2 separate regions of the Rattus norvegicus genome follow, and region 2 is linked to region 1. The links are chromatin contacts, called in public Hi-C maps. All regions are on one chromosome and are shown on one strand. The core of a region is the stretch at or near the end of the contact, and the rest is flanking DNA. Distances in the headings are between cores, read along the strand shown. Region 1 holds the start of Zc3h10 (zinc finger CCCH type containing 10). Region 2 has its middle 19 kb from the start of Rps26.

Evidence for each region. Hi-C and Micro-C count contacts between places; a contact is called where the count stands out from the background.
Region 2: a contact with region 1 is called in a Hi-C map of Schwann cells, with 4 times the contacts expected there. The contact joins the enhancer-like site here to the promoter of Zc3h10 in region 1. A contact is called at or near these places in 3 of 12 Hi-C or Micro-C datasets (the Rat2 cell line, Schwann cells and liver).

Annotation. Positions count from the first base shown.
Region 1 is chr7:1,558,172-1,564,327 of GRCr8, reverse strand. It overlaps Zc3h10 (zinc finger CCCH type containing 10), which reads left to right and starts at 2,287. Exons shown (of 3, transcript NM_001191090.1): 1 at 2,287-2,330; 2 at 3,121-3,184; 3 at 4,407-6,156. The coding sequence starts at 4,459. The coding sequence ends at 5,766. It overlaps Rpl41 (ribosomal protein L41), which reads left to right and starts at 831. Exons shown (of 4, transcript NM_139083.2): 1 at 831-904; 2 at 1,019-1,043; 3 at 1,347-1,369; 4 at 1,588-1,911. The coding sequence starts at 1,032. The coding sequence ends at 1,630.
Region 2 is chr7:1,621,479-1,627,634 of GRCr8, reverse strand. No RefSeq gene overlaps it. Among named protein-coding and RNA genes, the nearest start is that of Rps26, 19 kb to the left of the region's middle. Within about 2 kb of position 2,179, at least 2 of the 93 cell types and tissues checked have an H3K27ac peak or open chromatin away from gene starts, as enhancers often do. A contact at or near this core is called in Schwann cells, where this site is marked.

The DNA of each region.
Region 1 (6,156 bases), core at 1,038-3,537:
TTTAAAATCTTAACTCTTTTAGAAATTCTGATATGGGGCTGGAGAGATGGCTCAACGGGTAAGAGAACTGACTGTTTTTCCAGAGGTCCTGAATTCAAATCCCAGCAACCACATGGTGGCTCACAACCATCTTAAAAAAAAAAAAAAAAAAAATAAGGGTTGGGGATTTAGCTCAGCGGTAGAGCGCTTGCCTAGCAAACGTGAGGCCCCAAAGTCTTTTAAAAAAATTCTGATGTTGACACACAGTTTAACTGGGGGATGGCAGAGGGATCAAATAGAAGATAATTAGTAATATTTTTGTGGGGTTGGGGATTTAGCTCAGTGGTAGAGCACTTGCCTAGCAAGCTCAAGGCCCTGGGTTCGGTCCCCAGCTCCGGAAAAAAAAAAAAAAAAGACCAAAAGTAATATTTTTGTTTATTTACTTTAGGCAGGGTCTCATTATGTAGATCGGATTCACAGAGCTCCGCCTGCCTTTGCGTCTACCTCCCAGCAGATGGTAATAAAGGCGTGCACCACCAAGTCAGGGCAAAACTAGTAATTTTTACTACAAGCCACACCTATCAGTAGTAAGTAGAGATATTTACCAAAAAACTACAATTCCCATGAAGCAACGAGAAGACGGAGGTTATTTTTTTTCCGCCTACTTTTTCTCAGTCCCATACTGGAAACAGGTGCTCGCGCTGAAATAATACAATATCCTTAATATAGAAGGAAAGGTGGGGCTTGGTAACGCGCACTCAAAACATTTTCCTCTAGTAAGGCAACCGGAAGTCACTTACTGTCTCGAGCAGCCCCTCCCTAAGGGAAACAGAAGGGGCGGCTCGGAAGTGACGACACCAAGCACGCCATTAAATAGCAGTAGGCCGGACTCCCCGCTCTCTCGGTCTTAGCGCCATCTTCCTTGGTGAGTTACCGTGTTAGCTGTTGTTTCGACTTCGAGTACAATCCATTAACATCCGACCTCCACATTTACTCTCATCACAGCAGACTAACGGCAATTTCTTCCCTTTCTTTCTAGAGACTCCTGCGCCATGAGAGCGAAGGTGAGCGGTTCATAAGTGGTGAGCTTGGGCGGTAGGAAGGAATTGTGAGGCGGAAAATCAGGCAGTGAATCTCCGCCATGGTTCTTCATCGGGTTTGCAAACGGTTTGCTTCGGGTTTTCACAGAGCCGAGTACAGGCTTAAGTCGTAGCTGGAGGAAGGTGGGAAAACAAGATTCGGATCTAAAATTGAGCCAGTGCCGCACCAACTCTTGATTCTTTGTCAAACCTGTTTTCTGAGTAATGTTCTTACCCGGGCCTACTGCTAACATTCTTTTTTGTCTTCTCACATGATCGGGCTTTTAGTGGCGGAAGAAGAGAATGCGCAGGTACGTTAATTTTTTGACTTAACATTGGGGCAAAGGGGCAAAGCTTGGGGTGGGATGTTTAGAAGAAACTTAATGTGAAAATGTTTGGCGTGGAGGGACGTTTAAGCACGGTTCATCGGAGCTGGTGTTGTTTAATTTCATCGTATTTTGTACGAAGTGCAGATGGTAAATGTGGGAAGGGGAAAAAATTAACTCGGTTTGTGTGCCTGCCTTTCCAGGCTGAAGCGCAAGAGAAGAAAGATGAGGCAGAGGTCCAAGTAAACCATCTTGTGCACCCACGAAGCCTGCGGGAGCAGAAGTAAGGGATGCTGAAGCCCGGAACAAGTGGTTGGACTGTATGCTGCTGTCGGTAATAAGTCTCAGTAGACCCGGAATGTCACCTCGCCGAGATCAGCTGGGAAAATGACTACCTTCCTCACAACCAAAACAGTCCCGCTGGCCCTCTGCCCTGGACCTTTGGCATTCTGGACTAGTTCTGTTCTCTTGTGGCCAAGTGTAACTCGTGTACAATAAACCCTCTTGCTGTCAGCTGAAGAATCAAATCGCTGTTACGTGTTTTTTGCGGCTCCTTTGGGTGGGGAGTTGTGTAGTCCAGTGTAGGCAACAAGAGCCCGGGTGTTTGCGATCTGGCTGGAGCCAGTTGATTTAGTGTGCGCCTGAGTTTAAGTTAGAGTTCGTGCATTCGCAGTGCCACTTCTATGTTTTGGGGGGCCCCTGCGTAGAAGTTGACGCTGTGCGAGTTCCGGGTGCGGAGGAGTCGTGTTACCATGGTGACGCGCAAGGCTTGCTGGGAGCTTCCTGCGGTTAAGAGCACGCAATGGGACCATAGAGTGTGTTTCCGGGTCTGGTGGCTAGAGCGTCCCTTTCTTCCGCAGGAAGCGGAAGAGCCGTAGGGTGGGCGGCTCTTTGTCGAAGCTAGAGGACCGGCAGGCGGCAGCAGCAACTACGGCGGCGGCGGCAGGTGAGGGAGGCGGGAGACTTAGGTGGAGGCCGCGCCCGGAGGGGAGGAGTCGGGGATGGCCCATCGGCTGGGCTCTGCCGGGCCCCACGAGCCTCCTCCAACAACCCCCCCCCCCCGAACCGACCTGGCTTGGCTTTTCCTGGTTACCCAGAACAGAGCCCTTTTTCTGATTGACCTCGCTTCCCGAGCAAACGCCAGCTCCGTGACGTCACAGCCCTGCCCATCCCCTCAGCTTGATGTCACCCTTAGCCCCCCTCCCCTTTCACTTCGCTTCCTTAGTGTCCTAGTCACCTGGTCCCCGGCTCAGTGCTGGCGCCGCATCACGGAGCCGGCCAAGCCAGAAGACTTCCAGGGGAACTCGTAGGACTTTTCGTGAACTCTAGGGTGTTGGGGACCGTCGTAATCACCGCCCCCAAGTCTTAGATCGCCTTCCCACTGACAGTAGTCAGTTGTTGCCCTTGTCCAGCTTTCAGGTTTGGCGTTCCGAAATCCAACCTTCTGAACCCCATATCCTTCTCATCTTGAGGTAAAGCTCCCCGAACCCTTCTGCCACCAGAAACTATTTTGTTTTTCAGTTCAGCTTCCCAATCTTTATTGGTCGGTCCTAGCCCTATCTTTATTAGGGACTTCTCCCTATGATAGGTGACTGGCACTTTGAACTCTTAAGGGAGCCTAAAAGCCACTTTTTATTAGAATTCATTTCAGTGTATGAAAACCACCTCGTAGCCCTTTCACGTTGTTTTCCTTGTTCTACTCAAATCTCCAGGTTTTTTGTTTCTTTCTTGTTCAGAACCCAGCAGTGATGTGGAGGTGGAGACTCACGGGAGCCCCGGACTTCACCTGAGCTACCTCAGGTATTAATTCTGGGATAATGGGGTGAGGAAGATTATCATATCCAGTTACCTGCTTCTGGTGGGACTTGAAATATAGGTGAGGCTCTGGAGGTATTTAGTCTTCACCCGGTCGTCATTTTTCTTTCAGTAAGGGCTTGTTTTTAACCACTTGTTTCTTTTACTCTGGGTCTGCTCTTCCCATCTTGCATATTCTTGTGTATCTCTGGCTTCTAATCTTGTTAGTTATTTTAGGGAAATCTAAAGGCAAAGTCAAGGAAACGGGTGTGAATGGGATAGGTCAAAGAAATCAAGAAAGGTACCTTTATTCCCAAACGGAAACTATGAACCTCTCCTATTTGACCTGTAGGGGGAGCCTGAGTATTTAGGGAACATTTAGAAGATTAGACACGTGTTAGCAGGGACTCCCAGTCTTACTTAGGGGTAGAGAGAAGGGAGGGCTAGAATTAGGGCAGTGGATCTACATTCCAGACCTCTCTTGAGAAACAGGAGACTTAAAAAGCTTTTATAGAGTCTATAAATAAAGAGGATTTGTATGGGGTAAGGAGTGCTATGGTTTGATATTAGTCGGAGTGCAGTGGGGTGGAGAATGGGGAAAGAAAGGTCACCGTTCCTGTGAAATTAACCCCTTCCCACCTTGAGCATCCCACAGTTTGTCCTAGGATCTAGAAGTAGAAAGTTCAGGTCAGAGCTTCTTCCCCGAAATGAGGGTGTTTGTGTGTGGAACAGACTGGGAGATGAACAGGTTTAAGGATGACCCTGTAACTAGTGACACCAGTCTTTTTACCAAGGGTTTCTACAATTCATGGAGACTTGCTGAGTTCACATTGAAGAGGGATTAAGGGAAGTTCTGTTTCTGGTGTCCCTTCATCCACGAGTTCTCAGAGCAAAATAGCCCAGTGTTCACACACCAACACCTGCTTTAGTTTCTCTCCCACGACTTAGAAGAGAGAAGGTAAAACCTCACACTGCCCCCCTCCCCCTCCCCGGCTCATGTTAGTAAGAGAAGTGGCTTCAGCCCAGCTCTCTCCCTCTTCTGTTAGCCAGGCAAGTGTGAATCACTCCAAATGAGACCAGGTGCACAAGGGCCTAGGCGGGGCTCTGGCAAGGCAGCTGGGCCGGCTGGGCTTCTCCTTGGGCTCTCCATCTCCAGAGCCACTGCCCCAGAGGACTGGGGGCTTCTGGAGGACCTGTTTGACACCGTTCTCTCTCTCTTTTTTAACAGTCACCAAGAGTGGCGAGAGAAGAAACAAGACCCTGAGCTGGGGGGAACCAGGATGCCTGACCGGGACAGCTATGCCAACGGCACTGGGAGCAGCGGTGCAGGCCCTGGAGGTGGTAGCAGTGAGGAGGCCAGTGGAGCAGGGACAGGCAGTGGGGGGGCCACCTCAGATGCCATCTGTAGAGACTTCCTGAGGAATGTCTGCAAGCGAGGCAAGCGTTGTCGATACCGCCACCCAGACATGAGTGAGGTATCCAATTTGGGGGTAAGCAAAAACGAATTTATCTTCTGCCATGACTTCCAAAACAAGGAGTGTAGCCGTCCCAACTGCCGCTTCATCCATGGCTCCAAGGAGGATGAGGATGGCTATAAGAAAACAGGAGAGCTGCCTCCTCGGCTGAGGCAGAAAGTGGCAGCTGGGCTGGGTCTCTCACCTGCTGACCTACCCAATGGTAAGGAGGAGGTCCCTATCTGCCGTGACTTCCTCAAAGGTGACTGTCAGAGAGGAACCAAGTGCAAGTTTCGTCACCTGCAAAGAGATTTTGAGTTTGAGGCTCGAGGTGGAGGAGGCACTGGAGGTGGAGGCTCGACAGGCTCTGCTCCCCCAGGACGACGGCATGATCTCTATGACATCTATGACCTTCCGGAAAGGGGCTTTGAGGACCATGAACCGGGCCCTAAGCGCCGGAGAGGTGGCTGCTGCCCTCCTGATGGCCCCCATTTTGAGTCCTATGAATGTAACTTGGCTCCGCTCCGTGGAGTGGAGTGCAGACTGCTCGAGGAGGAGAATGCTCTGCTCAGGAAACGTGTGGAAGAACTGAAGAAGCAGGTCAGCAACCTGCTGGCCACCAATGAGGTACTTCTGGAGCAGAACGCCCAATTCCGAAATCAGGCCAAGGTCATGACCCTGAGCTCCACTGCACCCGCGACTGAGCAGACCCTGGCCCCCACCGTGGGCACTGTGGCCACTTTTAACCACGGCATTGCCCAGACTCACACTACTCTGAGCAGCCAGGCTCTACAGCCTCGGCCTGTGTCCCAGCAAGAACTTGTGGCTCCTGCTGGAGCACCAGCTGCTCCCCCAACTAATGCTGCACCTCCTGCTGCTCCACCACCCCCACCTCCACACCTGAACCCAGAGATCACACCACTGTCCGCCGCTCTGGCTCAAACCATTGCCCAGGGGATGGCACCCCCGCCTGTGTCCATGGCCCCTGTAGCTGTGTCTGTGGCCCCTGTGGCTCCTGTGGCTGTGTCCATGGCTCAGCCCTTAGCAGGGATCACAATGAGCCACACTACTACTCCTATGGTGACGTACCCCATTGCCTCCCAGAGCATGCGCATCACAGCCATGCCACACTGACAGGCCAAACGGACACTCCCTCCCTGTCATAGCACCTGAGGGCTGCGGTCAGGGGCCCTTCCCCACCCGCAGAGCCCAGCCCTCCCAGGCTCTGTCCAGAGGACCACTCAGAAACTAGGACAAGAGACTACAAGGAATATACTCGGTAGGAGCGTCTCCTGAGGCAGGGTTGTGCTGCTGTGTTCTCCCCACTCTTGAGAGGGTCGTCTCCTTCAGGCCTCAACTCAGACAGGCTTGCACAGGCGTTGAGACTGAAGCCAGCAGAAAGGGCTAAGGGACTGTGTTTTCTCACAGGAATTTGGGGGGGTGTCCCTGGTCTTATTTTCATTGTGAACAGCACAGATTCCAGCACTGATATGGGAGAGAAAGATTCCTCACCCAGAGAGAGCC
Region 2 (6,156 bases), core at 930-3,429, 63 kb before region 1:
CAAAAGCTTGGAATTTAGCAATCAGATTTATAACTTAAATTTTTATTTCACAAAACGTCCACACAATAAACTCACAACCAATTGATAATGATGTAAATATCCCACCTAGATAAGATAAACTGGCCTATAAAAACCCACCCCTTAAGATGGCCATTTAAGGCCACACAGATCTGGGTCACCCTTCTCTGCCTCCCTGGTTCCTCTCTCTCTTCTCTTCCCCCCTTACCAAACCCCTGTGCCCACCCCACTTTCTCACTGCCCAGTCATAGGCCCTGTCCCATCCTGTGCCAGCCCTCACCTGTATAAAGACAGCAATCTTTAACTGTCTTCCACCTGGGCTGCTGTCTACTCCAACCAGGTAGCCCTCTGGGCCACATTCTCTTGGTTCCTAGCCCATGGAGGCTCTCCTTCCCCTCCTATACATTCTTTGAATATCCCATGGTGGTTCCTTCCCCTTTGTGCTCTCTCTTGCAAGCCTGCAAAATCTATGTCTCTTTTGCCCAGCATCTTTTTTTTTTCTTTTTTCTTTTTTTTCAGAGCTGGGGACCGAACCCAGGGCCTTGCGCTTGCTAGGCAAGCGCTCTACCACTGAGCTAAATCCCCAACCCCGCCCAGCATCTTTTTAAAAGATATTTTTAATAATTTTTATTTATATGAGTACACTGCAGCTGTCCTCAGACACACCAGAAGAGGACATCAGATCCCATTACAGATGGTTGTGAGCCACCATGTGGTTGCTGGGGTTTGAATTCAAGACTTCTGGAAGAGCAGTCAGCGCTCTTAACCGCTGAGCCGTCTCTCCAGCTCCTGGCTGTCAACATCTTTATTCACTGATCAGAGTTAACTTGGTGACAGGGTCCCAAGGGCTGTGTACAGACTCTAGATCTTGGGGGCTGCACTTAACACTACAATAGACAGTAAAACCAAGAGCCTCAGCGCCGATCGCAGAGTCTCAAGGTTTCTTCTGGATGTGCTGCTGCTGTTTCCTGGTTGGTGCCTTACTGGTGGATTGGACTGCTGCTGCAGCAAATTGGAATCACTCCAAAGAACCACTTCTAACCAGGTCTACATCCCCCTTGTCCTATCAACCATCTTCCTCCCCTGCCTTTGGTCAGTGGGCTATAAAGGAGGTTGAAGCGTTTAAGGACCCTTACTAAAGTAGGTTGGGAATAATATAAGCCTACAATAGCACGTTCAAAGCCAGTAAGAATGGATCATAAGCCAAGAGCTGGGGTGTGTTAGTGGTGGGGCACTTGCCTAGTGTGTACGAGGCTTTGTCCAAAGCACTGTTTTTTAAAAAGCACATAAATAACCTCCTCAGTGGATTGCCACAGCTTTTTATTATCGATCTGTAAGATGAGATCGCATGTGGCTCAGAACGGTCTCAACCTGTGCAGCAGAGATGACCCCAACTCCCCATCCCTGCTTCCACTTACCACGTGCTGGACTTACAGGTACGTGTCACTCTCTGTGTCTTGAGGATCGCTCTGTAGAGCCCTGGCTGCCTGGAACTTCATATGTAGATCCTGCCTCTGCCTCCTGAGGGCTAAGATTTAAAGGTATGTGCCACCATGCCTGGTTTTTCCTTTTTCTCTTACTATCCCAGGTCAGGGTAGATGGAGAGGAAAGACCAGATGGAGGGAGGACTGGTGAGAGGTGATCTGACCAAGAATCGGGTTTGGTGGCTCACACCTGTGACCTAGTACTTGGAAGGCTGAGGCACGTTGAGGCCAGATTGGGCTACATACCAACTACTATTGGCCAGCCAAGGCAACACAGCAAAACCCCGTTTCAATAAACAAACAAAAGACACTCAGGAACCAGGTGGGGTGGCCCGAAACTTTAATTTTAACACACCAGAGTCAGAGGCAGAAGGGTTGCTTCAAGTCTGAAGCAAGTCTAAGTCTCACGCTGGCTTGGGACTTTCTATGAGTTAACACACTGGCCGAAATCTCATGAACTCTTCCTGCCTCTGCTTCCTGAGTGCTGGGAGTTCACGTGGTTATCACCAGGGGTGGCTAAACCTGAGCTTCTCGTGGTGACTAGCCAAAGATGAGGGCCAGTGAGAGTTGCTCTGGTGGGTGTTCCTTTTCTCTGGCCTGAACCTAGCTGCTCCAGTGTCACACTAGAGCTCCTCTGGCTCGTTAAAAATGATGCGGCATGGATGTCAGTGCATTAGGCAGACGGTAGGGGGCGACATGGTGCAGCAGTTAAGAGCCTGTTTTAGAAGACTAACTTGAGTTTCAATTTTTCCCCCGCATTATTCTGTTCATTTGCAATTATACGCGAATGTACTCTTTCCAAACCTCAGGAACTTCATTTAAACGGTAAGCTGAGGAGAGAGCTCAGCACGTAAATGATGCTTGACACCAAGCCTGACAACCTGAGTCTCTCCCTGGTCCCACAGGGTGGAAAAGGAGAGAAATAATTGTGAGAGGCAGGAGCCCAAGTCATGGCTCTTACTCTTCTCTTGCCCTTGCTCTTACTCTTACTCTGCTCTCTTGCTCTCTCCTCTTTGTCCCTAATCTCCCCATCCCCCCCTCCCTCCACGTGCTCATGGCTGGCCTTTATCTATCCCCCTTTCTACTCTTCTTCTCTCATTAAACCTTTACATGTGAAAAATATATATATATATTCATGTTTTTGAGATCAGCAGGGTAATTCATGCTTACATTTTGTTTTACGATAAAAATATTTTAGAATATTTATTTTTATTATTTATATATATTCGTGGAGGTGGGGGTAGCTAGGTGCCTCCAGAGACTACTGGAACTGGAGTCACGGGTGTTTGCAAGCTGTCTGGTACGGGTGCTGAGAACCAAATCTGGGTCCTCCAGAAGAGCTGCATGAGCTCTTAATTACCGAGGTATCTTTCCAGCTCCGAAAACAAATTTGTTTTTATTTATTTTCATGTATTTTTGCTGGTTTTTTTGAAAATCGATTTTTTTCATGCAATATATTTTGATTACACTGTTGCTTCCCCAACTCTTTCCAGATCCCACCCACCACCCAAAACACCACACCCTTTCTTTTCTCTCTCATAAAAAACAAACAAACAGGGGTTGGGGATTTAGCTCAGTGGTAGAGCGCTTGCCTAGGAAGCGCAAGGCCCTGGGTTCGGTCCCCAGCTCCAAAAAAAAAAGAACCAAAAAAAAAAAAAACAAACAAACAAACAAAAACAAAAAAAAATTGGCATCAGGGCTGGAGAGATGGTTTGTCTGTTAAGAGCTTTGACTGCTCTTCCAGAGGTCCTGAGTTCAAATCTCAACAACCACATGGTCGCTCACATCCATCCGATGCATTCTTCTGGTGTGTCTGAAGGCAGCAGCAGTGTACTCATATAAATAAAAATAAATAAATCTGGGGGGCTGGAGAGATGGCTCAGCGGTTAAGAACACCTGACTGCTCTTCCAGATGGTCCTGAGTTCAATTCCCAGCAACCACACAGTGGCTCACAACCATCTGTAAAGAGATCCGATGCCCTCTTCTGGTGTGTCTGAAGACAGCTACTTATATATAATTAATGAATAAATCTTTAAAAATAAATAAATAAACAAATCTTTTTTTTTCTTTTCTTTTCTTTTTTTTTTTTTCAGAGCTGGGGACCAAACCCAGGGCCTTGCCCTTGCTAGGCAAGCGCTCTACCACTGAGCTAAATCCCCAACCCCACAAATCTTTATAGAAAAAAGTAGGCATCAAAAACAATGATGATGATAATAAAATAAAACAAACAGGAAAAAAAGAGCCAAAGGAAAAAGCATGAAAAAACATAGAGATACAGACACACACAGATATCCTATTAAAATACAAAAATAGGGGGGTTGGGGATTTAGCTCAGCGGTAGAGCGCTTGCCTAGCAAGCGCAAGGCCCTGGGTTCGGTCCCCAGCTCCGAAAAAAGAAAAAAAAATACAAAAATAGAAGCCATCGTATAGAAAAAAAAAATACAAAAATAGAAGCCATCGTATAGAAAAAAAAATACAAAAATAGAAGCCATCGTATAGAAAAAAAAATACAAAAATAGAAGCCATCGTATAGAAAAAAAAATACAAAAATAGAAGCCATCGTATATAAGTAAAGGACCAGTACACATTTTTTTTGTTTTTTTATTTCATGCCCAAACAAAGCACTATGAAACAAGTCTCCAGTGAGACTTTAAACATTTTTTTTTTTTTTAATTCGGAGCTGGGGATTGAACCCAGGGCCTTGCGCTTGCTAGGCAAGCGCTCTACCACTGAGCTAAATCCCCAACCCCTCCAGTGAGACTTTGTTGGAGAAAACTAATTTTTCCTTTGTGAGCAGTTATTAATTGGAGATAGCTTCCGGGTTAGGTATGGAGGGGTGTGTGTCTACTTCCCCTCTAGGCACAGGGATCCCCTGGTTTAGATCTGTGAGACCCTGTGCCTGCTGCTTCAGGTCCTGTGAGTGCCTCCGTGTGTCAGTCCCCTGACCTTTCTGCCTCCTCTTCAGCAGGGTTCCCGGAGCCCCGAGGGGAGGGACTTGGCGGAGACATCCTCTTTAGGAGTGAGTGTTCGTCCAGGGTCTGTCCCTCTCTGCGCATTGTCTGGCTGTGCAGCTCTGTGTCCGATCCCATCTGCTTCTCTGATGACGTCTGGCGAGGCTCAGATCAACGAGCGAGTGTAGTAGAACGTGTTAGGAATCACGTTGTTGCTGCACTCTTCAGTAGAACAGCACCGTTTGGTTTCCTCCTCGGTCTATGGCTATCCAGTCTCAGGCTCTTGGCCATCAGAGCGGTGTCAGGCATGTATTACATCTTATGGAGAGGGCTTCACGTCCAATCAGGTGGTGGTTGGTTCCTCGCACAACTCTTGGTCATTGTTTTGCCAATGTGTCTTATGTTAGAGCTTTCTCTCCACCTTTATTTAAGAAGGCTCTACTGTATTAGGTTTCCAAGCGTCCCTCAAATGGCTCTTGCTTTTGGCTGTCTCTACCCATAGTCCCTCTTAACCCCTTCCCTACCTCTCCCTGTTTGATTTTCCTGTTCCAGCCTCCAACCCCACCCATCCATAATGCTCTTTTCTATCCCCTCTTCCTAGGGAGGTCCTCCTTCCCATTCTCTGAGACGATGTCTCACTATTGACTCTGGCTGTCCTATAACTTGCTGTGTACGCCACACTGTCCCCATACCTGAGATCTGCCTGCCTCTGCCTCTGAGTGCTGGGATTAAAGCTGTGAGCCACCACTGCCCCACATCCTGGTAATTCTATACAAAGTCGTTTGAGTGTGCTTTTTTGAAATATATTCTCTTAAGTAATATTAATATGCCATTTTTATATATTATAAATATTAATTTAAAAAGTTATGTGCTTTATATATTTTTAAAATATTTAATTAAGGGGTTGGGGATTTAGCTCAGTGGTAGAGCGCTTGCCTAGCAAGCGCAAGGCCCTGGGTTCGGTCCCCAGCTCCAAAAAAAGAAAAAAAAAAAAGATGCCAGGGGTTCCAGAGTCAATCCTGTGCAAACTCTTCCCTCTGGGTGGCAGGACACACCGGGAAGACACACTGAAAGCTGGGGAAGAAGTCACTGCCAGTGCCACTCCCCGATTTGAAGAGTTATGTGCGAGTTTGTAATAATGGAAGGAAACAGAACCAGAGACTGTCTCTGAATGGGCTCTTGTTTGGCCTTGGTACCAAATGTTAGAGAATAAAGCACTTTTTATCCCCAAATAACAGCACTTGCCATTATTACTAGAGACTTCATGCAAACCCTCTTAGCTGTTGAGCCGTCCCTCCGATCCCAAATGTGTTAAGTTTAGTTTTCAGAATAGACTTGGGCTGGCAAGATGGTTCAGAAAGTAAACCACACAGGCCTGGGACCTGAGTCCAGTGCTTAGGGCTCATGTAAAAGGAGACAAAAGGAGACTTTCAAAGCTATCACATTGTCTTTGAGCCTCCTACTTGTGTAGTGGCATGCCCCAGCCTCCTCTCTCAGAGAGAGAGAGAGAGAGAGAGAGAGAGAGAGAGCAATGACAATAATAAAAGTCCTGAAAGGATCTGGGGGAGATGGGTCAGTGAACAAAGTGCTTGCAACAGAATCTCCAGGATCACGTAAACGCACAGTGTGCATGGTGGCTCACCTGTATTTCCAGCTCTCTTGAGAGGCAGAGATAGGGGACCCCGAAAAGCAAGAAGTCTAG